Linked DNA regions of Anser cygnoides: region 1 is linked to region 2. Evidence: chromatin contacts called from public Hi-C data. All regions are on one chromosome and are shown on one strand. Each heading gives the region's core, a stretch centred on a gene start, on an enhancer-like site or on the middle of the called end of the contact. The rest is flanking DNA. Distances are from core to core; before and after follow the strand shown.

The links. A called contact is a pair of places that touch in the nucleus more often than the background predicts.
Region 1: a Hi-C map of liver shows a contact between it and region 2, with 2.1 times the contacts expected there. The contact joins the promoter of DUSP16 here to the promoter of CDKN1B in region 2. A contact is called at or near these places in 3 of 7 Hi-C or Micro-C datasets (granulosa cells and liver).

The regions. Positions count from the first base shown.
Region 1 is chr1:72,082,615-72,085,747 of Taihu_goose_T2T_genome, reverse strand. It overlaps DUSP16 (dual specificity phosphatase 16), which reads right to left and starts at 1,344. Exons shown (of 8, transcript XM_048053636.2): 1 at 712-1,344.
Region 2 is chr1:71,914,732-71,918,168 of Taihu_goose_T2T_genome, reverse strand. It overlaps CDKN1B (cyclin dependent kinase inhibitor 1B), which reads left to right and starts at 1,793. Exons shown (of 3, transcript XM_066999806.1): 1 at 1,793-2,783; 2 at 3,408-3,437. The coding sequence starts at 2,309. LOC106030870 (a long non-coding RNA gene) reads left to right here. Exons shown (of 5, transcript XR_010832502.1): 5 at 1-1,322.

The DNA.
Region 1 (3,133 bases), core at 95-2,594, 170 kb before region 2:
AGCTTGCTTCACCCTTAGACTCCACAGCAGCCTCCATTTTGTCAGCTGCCTCAATTTAAATGTTTCCCAAGCCCAGCTTAGCACTTCAGGTTTCTTCGGGAGTCCTTCGGGGCTTTAAAGCATCCTCGGCTGCTGGCGGCGGTGCAAGGCAGACTGGACGCCGGTGCGTTTGCCCAGCTCAGAAACACGGCCGCACATATCCAGCCTCATCCACACATCCCCAGCCACCCTCCCAAGGTAATTTCGGCGCACGGCGAGAAAGCCGGGGGTCTGCCCCGTATCCCTGCCTGCCCTTCTCCCCTCCCCGGGGCAGCCCCTCGCCCCTCGTCCCCTCCTCTGCGCCACGGGGCAGGTGGACGCGCCCCTTCCCGCGGGGTCCCGGCCGGCCCCGATGTTGGTGAAGCTGGGCTGCGGCAGGCCGGTGCCCCCCTGTCCCCCTCAGCTCCCTCTCCTTACCATCGGCGGGGACAGGAGGAGGAGGAGGCCGGAGCCTGCCCGTGCGGGGCACCGACCTGCCCGCGGCTGGCGCTCTCCTTCGGAGGTGAGGGGGCGGTGAAGAAGGGCATGGGAGAGGAGGGCAGGCAGCGGGAACCCTCCCTCACCTCCCTCCTCCTCCTCCTCCTGGCCCTGCCCCCCAACCCCCCCTGCCCCGCGGGGCTGCCCCGGGCCGGGGGTTCCGGCGGCGACCCTTGCGCTCCTCCCGGCACTTACTGTCGCACCCCCCGTCTGTGTCTGTCTGTCTGTCTGCCTCGGGTCTGTCCCCGCGGCGGGGATAAAAGTTGCCACCAGCCTCTCTCTCTCTCTCCGTTGCCGCCAGAAAGCAACTTTTTGTCTCCTTCCAGCCGCTGGGAAAGCGCCTCTTTCGCCTTCTTCGAGTCAAAAATAACAGCAATTTAAAAGGAAAAAAAAAAAAAACGCTACTCTGATCTTTTTAAGAGGGGGAAGCATGAAGGCTGAGGGAAGAGGAGAAGGAAAAGGAAACATTTGGAGCTTTTTTTTCTCGTCTTCTCCCCCCCCCTTCCCCCCCCCCCCCCAAGATGGCTTGAGAGAATTAAAAAGGGACAGCTGGGGGGGGGGGGGTTGGAGATCGGGAGGGGAAGAAAGTTTGGGGTTGGTGGTGAGGTTTGGTTTGGTTTTGTTTTGTTTTTTAATTTTTTTTAAGCCTCCTGTTCCTGAAAGGAACCAAACAATTCCTAATAAATGGGTAGAGCAAACAGACCCGAGGAGGAGGAGGAGGGAGAGAGAGAAAAGAGTTTTGCTGGTCAGTAAACTTCAAGCTGCTGGGATGAGGTCATTGGTGTAAAAATAAAGCGATGGCGTCATTTGAAACCAATCCCAGTGAATGAACTCAGCCGGGAGGGGGGGACAGGGAGCCGGAGGAAGGGGGAGACAAGCCCCGGGAGGCGGTCCGCCAGCCACGGCCCAGCACACCCGGTCCCGGGCCGGGCCGGGGTAGCTCCGGCTGCCGTGCTGTCACCGGGCCGGTGGCTTGGGGGCGGAGGCCTGGACACGCGTCCGCTGCCCCCGGCCTCCCGGCCGAGCTGCGGGGCCGGCCCCTAGGAGGAGCCGAGGCCGCCGAACGATTCAAACGGGCTGCCGCCGCCTGCCCGTCCACCCGGGGCCCGGCCCGGCCCGCCCCGATGGGCCGGCGGGGACGGGGCAGGCGCCGCGATCACCGGCACCGGCTGCGGTCCCTTCCCTCACAGCCCGGGCCGGGCCCCGTGGTCGCCGGGACGGGGAGAGAGGGACGGCGAGAGAGGGACGGCTTCGTCCCCCTGTGTCCCCAGCCCCAGGGGTGCCGTGGGCCTGCTCCCGGGCCGGGCCCGGGCCCGCGGCAGAGCTCCGTGGCAAGTTGAGGGCTATCACCCCTGTTAGATTAAAAACAGTACTGTAAGACCAACAACGTGAGGAAAATAAAAGTGAAATCTAAACATTTAGACACGCAGAAACATAATTACTTTGTCTAAGGCATTTTTCATTCTGGCTAGTACTGGTTTTAACTAACATGCTGCACTTGTGCCATTCAGGGATTTGATGTGTGGTCCCAGTCTTAGGTAAGTATTCTTCTGCAGATGTTCCCCCACTTGGGGGAAGGAGAAATAACCAAAATCATTGCAATCACCTGCCAGTTCTGCTGGGGGCACAAGACATCTTACATGTCAGAATTCAGACTCTGGTCAGTCTTCTCTGCTGGCCTTTGAGTCCCTGGGCCCCATACCCTTAGAAGACATCAGGATAAACAGGATTAACCCTATAGGTCCTTACACTCTGGTGGTCATCTGTTCAAACAAAGCACCTTTGGAAAGGTGTACGCTTATCACTCACGAAAAAACATGTTGTGTGATTGGTATTTTGGGAAGCAGGCTACTCTACAGAAATAATGCAGTGGTGGTCTCAAAACTGGTCTCTGTCAGGCACAATTGGCCAAGAACCACCTTGACAAAGAACTTATTATTAAGAAGCTATGCATGAACTGCCTCAAGAAGAGTTCTTGCTAGCACTCATACCAAACAGCGGTGTCCTCTCCAAGAGAGTGAAAAATGCATGGAAGAGAGAGAAGTCAGTCCCAAGACAGAGTCCCAGTCTCTGTAAGACACTGACCAAAGAAAGAGCAAGAGCTGTGCAGACATTGTGGTAAGGCATAGGTGCATTTACTGTTTTGCACATGTGTATCTTATAGAGCTAAAGAGCAGTTTTGCTTTTTGCCTCAAGTAACCAGTGGCCCCAAAGATACTTTGTGCAGCCCCCAAAATGCCCACAGTATGGAAAGTGTGCACAGTTGGCTAGTGGTTAATGGGTCTACAAGTGACCCATTTCTACAAAGGAGAGCAAAGAGCGTGCCAGAGAAACTCAAGGCCAAAGCCAATGCCCCAGCTCATTCATACCAGAGAAGTGCAAGAACAAATAGTTCCAGCAAGATTATCCTCACAAATAGAAGTGGGGAGCACAAGAAAGGGATGCATGCTGAAGAAGAAAGACATTCGAATTCTCTCTTCCTTTTTATCATCTAAACCTGGTAATGTGTTATATAAGTGGTTTTGTTGTTGTTGATTGTTGTTTTTTTAAATGGGGAAACTGAAAAAGTTTCCTAATGGCAAAATTGTAAGCATAAAAAAGCTTTGTTTTGTTTTGT
Region 2 (3,437 bases), core at 544-3,043:
TTCCTGGCTGGTGCCTATGAAAATCAAAGAGAGGAAAGCCTGGAGAAAGGAAGAAGAAATCCTTCAAATAAAGCAGATGAATAGGCCTCACTTTGCCAGCTCATGCAGCTTTATCATAGAGTTGCAACTTCAAAAAAAAAAAGAAAACGAAAAAAAAGTCTAAGCTCCTGCAGACATGAGAATGTAAGTTTTAATTTTCTGTAAGTGGATTGCTAGATTTTGTGGTTGCTGAGAGAAGCTGGAAAACAACTTCTGAGTGCTAAAAATCCCGGCAAACAAACAAAAATAACATGGCTAATATTTTATTTCAACCTTGTGGTTTTAAAACCCATCTCATTTTTATTCTTCTTTTTTGGCTGCGCACATCATTGTTGGAACCGGGGACTGGCCGTACTGAGATCGCTTGGGCGAGGGGGCTGAGCAAGGGCCAGGGGCCTCTGCCTCGGGGCTGATGGAGGCAAGCAGAGTGCTGAGGCCTGGTTTTGAGTGTTGTGAGCTGGTTTTGTTCCCTTTACAATATTTGCGGAGTTAGCTCACTGGCTGGCAAAAGCGACTGCATTGTAGGTTTGGGTGGCCCATCGCAACTGCAGACCCCAACCCAGACGGTGTGTGTGTGTGTCTGGTGTGTGTGAGCACAGCACGGGGCAGAAGCTCACTATCTTCAAGGCCACACCAGTTGACTCTTCTTTCAGCCAGTTGAACCTGGTTGTGCTGGCCCTGGCTCGCTGAGGTAGCTTGCTGCTGGTGCAGCCCCCCAGAACCAGTATCCCAAGGTGGTTGTGTCTGATCTTGCCAGATGGCCTGGCGTGAAGGGTCTCCAGTCCTCCTAGCCACCTGGGCCCTGGGAAAAGCCCAAACCTCCAGCACCTGCAAGCAGCCCCAGTGTCCTGCAACGTGCTGAGGGGGCTGCCCTGCCCGCCGAGGGAAGGTGGCAGTGGGAAGGGGCTACAGCCAAGGATGGGATGGAGGAGGATGCTGCGTTGCTCTTATCTCCAGCGTATCTGCTGCAGCTATCCGAGGAAGCAGCTCAGAAAATCCCTGGCTGCGATTCTTGGCTCGCCTAATCTTCAGAGCACACAAACAGGGCTAAAACGAAGGCTTTCATTTCCTTCCCTCTGCTCGCCAAGGTCTGAAATCCCTGAGGAGGCTTTCTAGGGCCATTTCCACACCTTAATGGTCCTTCCTCTGCCAGGCAGACAGCAAGAGGCGATCCCTCCCTCGCTCCTGGTGGCCGGGGTCCGTGATGGGACAGGGGTCCCGGGAGGTCCTGCTGCTGTCTGTGATGGGACGGGGGTCCCGGGGTGTCCCGGGTCCCGCTCCCGTCTGGGGGCTGCCCTGAACTCCTGACGGGGGGGGGGCGGGGGGTGGGGTGGGGGGGCCGTGGCAAAGCAAAGCTCCGAGCGCTCTGGAGACCGAGCCAAAACGTAGCTAGCTGCCACCATTACTCCAGGCCCAGCGGCCGAGCAACAGCATTTTTCTTTCTTTTTTTTTTTTTGGGTGGGGGGCACAAGTTTCGCCGGGCCTGGGCTTTGCGGGAGGACAGCGGGCTGGGCTGGGCTGGGCTGGGCTGGGCTGCGGTGCACGGAGCCGTGCCGTGCCGGCGGCCTCCATCGCTCCGGCTTCTCCCCGCCCCGCCGAGGGGAGGCAGCGGAGCCGGGGCCACCTTTAGGGCCGGCGGCGGCGGCGAGGTAGGGCCGCGCCGACGGGGCGGTGCCCGGCGCCCTAACCAATGGCTCGGCTCCACTGTTTAAATAGACTCGTCCTGTCAATCATTTTCTCCTTCGTCAACCTCCCTTCAATCGCCATATTGGGCAACCGAGAAAAGGGCTCGTCTCGCCCGGGTTTTTTTTCCCCCCCTCTCGCCCTTTTTTACTACGCGGCCGCGGGGAGAGCGGCGGGGCCGGGCGGCCGTCGGGGGGACAGCGCGGAGCCAGGGCCGCGGAGGGAGGGAGGGACGGACGGAAGGAAGGGAGGGAGGGAGGGAGGGAGGGAGGGCAGCGGCACTCCCTGCCCGCCTGCCTGCTGCACGCTCCCTGCGCGCCCCCTGCGCGCTCCCCGCCCGCCTGCGCGCTCCCCCGCGCGGCTCTCGACCCGCCCGGGCTCCTCGACGGCGGCCGTCGGGGCTGCGGCGCCTGGGGCAGAGCCTCTCCGCCGCTCCTGCGAGGGCGAGCGGGGCGGCGCGGAGAGAGGAGGAGAAGCTGCGAGCGCCGAGAGGTGAAAGGCGGAGAGCAGGAGGAGGAGAAGGAGGAGGAGGAAGGGGGTGCAGCGAGAAAAACAAGCGCCGCCAGAAGAAAGAGGCCGGGGGGAGATGTCAAACGTACGCATTTCTAATGGGAGCCCTACCCTGGAGCGCATGGAAGCCCGGCAGTCGGAGTACCCGAAGCCGTCAGCCTGCAGGAACCTCTTCGGGCCGGTGAACCACGAAGAGTTAAACAGGGACTTGAAGAAGCACCGCAAGGAGATGGAGGAGGCATGCCAGAGGAAGTGGAATTTCGATTTCCAGAATCACAAGCCGCTGGAAGGCAGGTACGAGTGGCAAGCCGTGGAGAAGGGGAGCTCGCCCGAATTCTACTTCAGACCCCCGAGGCTACTCAAAGCTGTCTGCAAGTCCGCCGGCCACCAGAGCCTGGATGTAAACGGGAATTGCCAAACCGTGATTTTTGTCGGTTCTCAGGGAATCTCAGAGCACACTCACTGTGTAGATCAAAAGACTGCTCTTTCTGAAAAGCAGACGGACTTTGCAGAGCAGTGCACTGGGCAGAGGAAAAGACCTGCCACCGACGGTAACGTACCCTTTGGGGCGCTTTTACTTGCGTGCCCTGCCGGTGTCAGCGCCACGCGTGGCCCCACCGCGGGGGGGCTGCGCCCCGCTGGATGCCGGCCCGGGCCCCCCCGCCTCCCGACGCCTCCAAAAGCCCAGGCGCTGTTTGCAGCCCCGGGCTGTGTTTTTTGTTTTGGGGGGGTTGGTGGTGTCCCACGATAGGTGGGAGCCGGCGGCTGGTTTGCGAGCGAAAGCCCCTCCATGGTAATAACGCCCCGTGCCCCCTGGCCGCCCCTCTGTGGGCACGGGGCGAGGAGAGGGGAAGGGGTGGGAGATCGCAGCACCTACGGGAAGCACGGACAGGGATTGGGACAGACCCAGGAAACTCTTGTCCCTTACCTAGAGGAGCACCCCTTCCTCCCCCCCCCCCCCCCCCCCCCCGGCCTCTCCCCCTAACGCAGCCCAATGTTGGCGTCAGGCTGCGGAGATGTGCGGGAGTGACCCCCCTGCCCATCCAGCCCCCCCCCCCCCCTCCTTCCCCCCCCGCCCCTGGCTAGCGAGCAAACATCTAGCAGGAAAATATTTTAATATCAGTGTTCCCCCCTTCCCATCATTCCCCCCTCCGTTTTTAATTTTCCCCTCCTAGATTCCTCTCCTCAAAATAAAAGAGCCAACA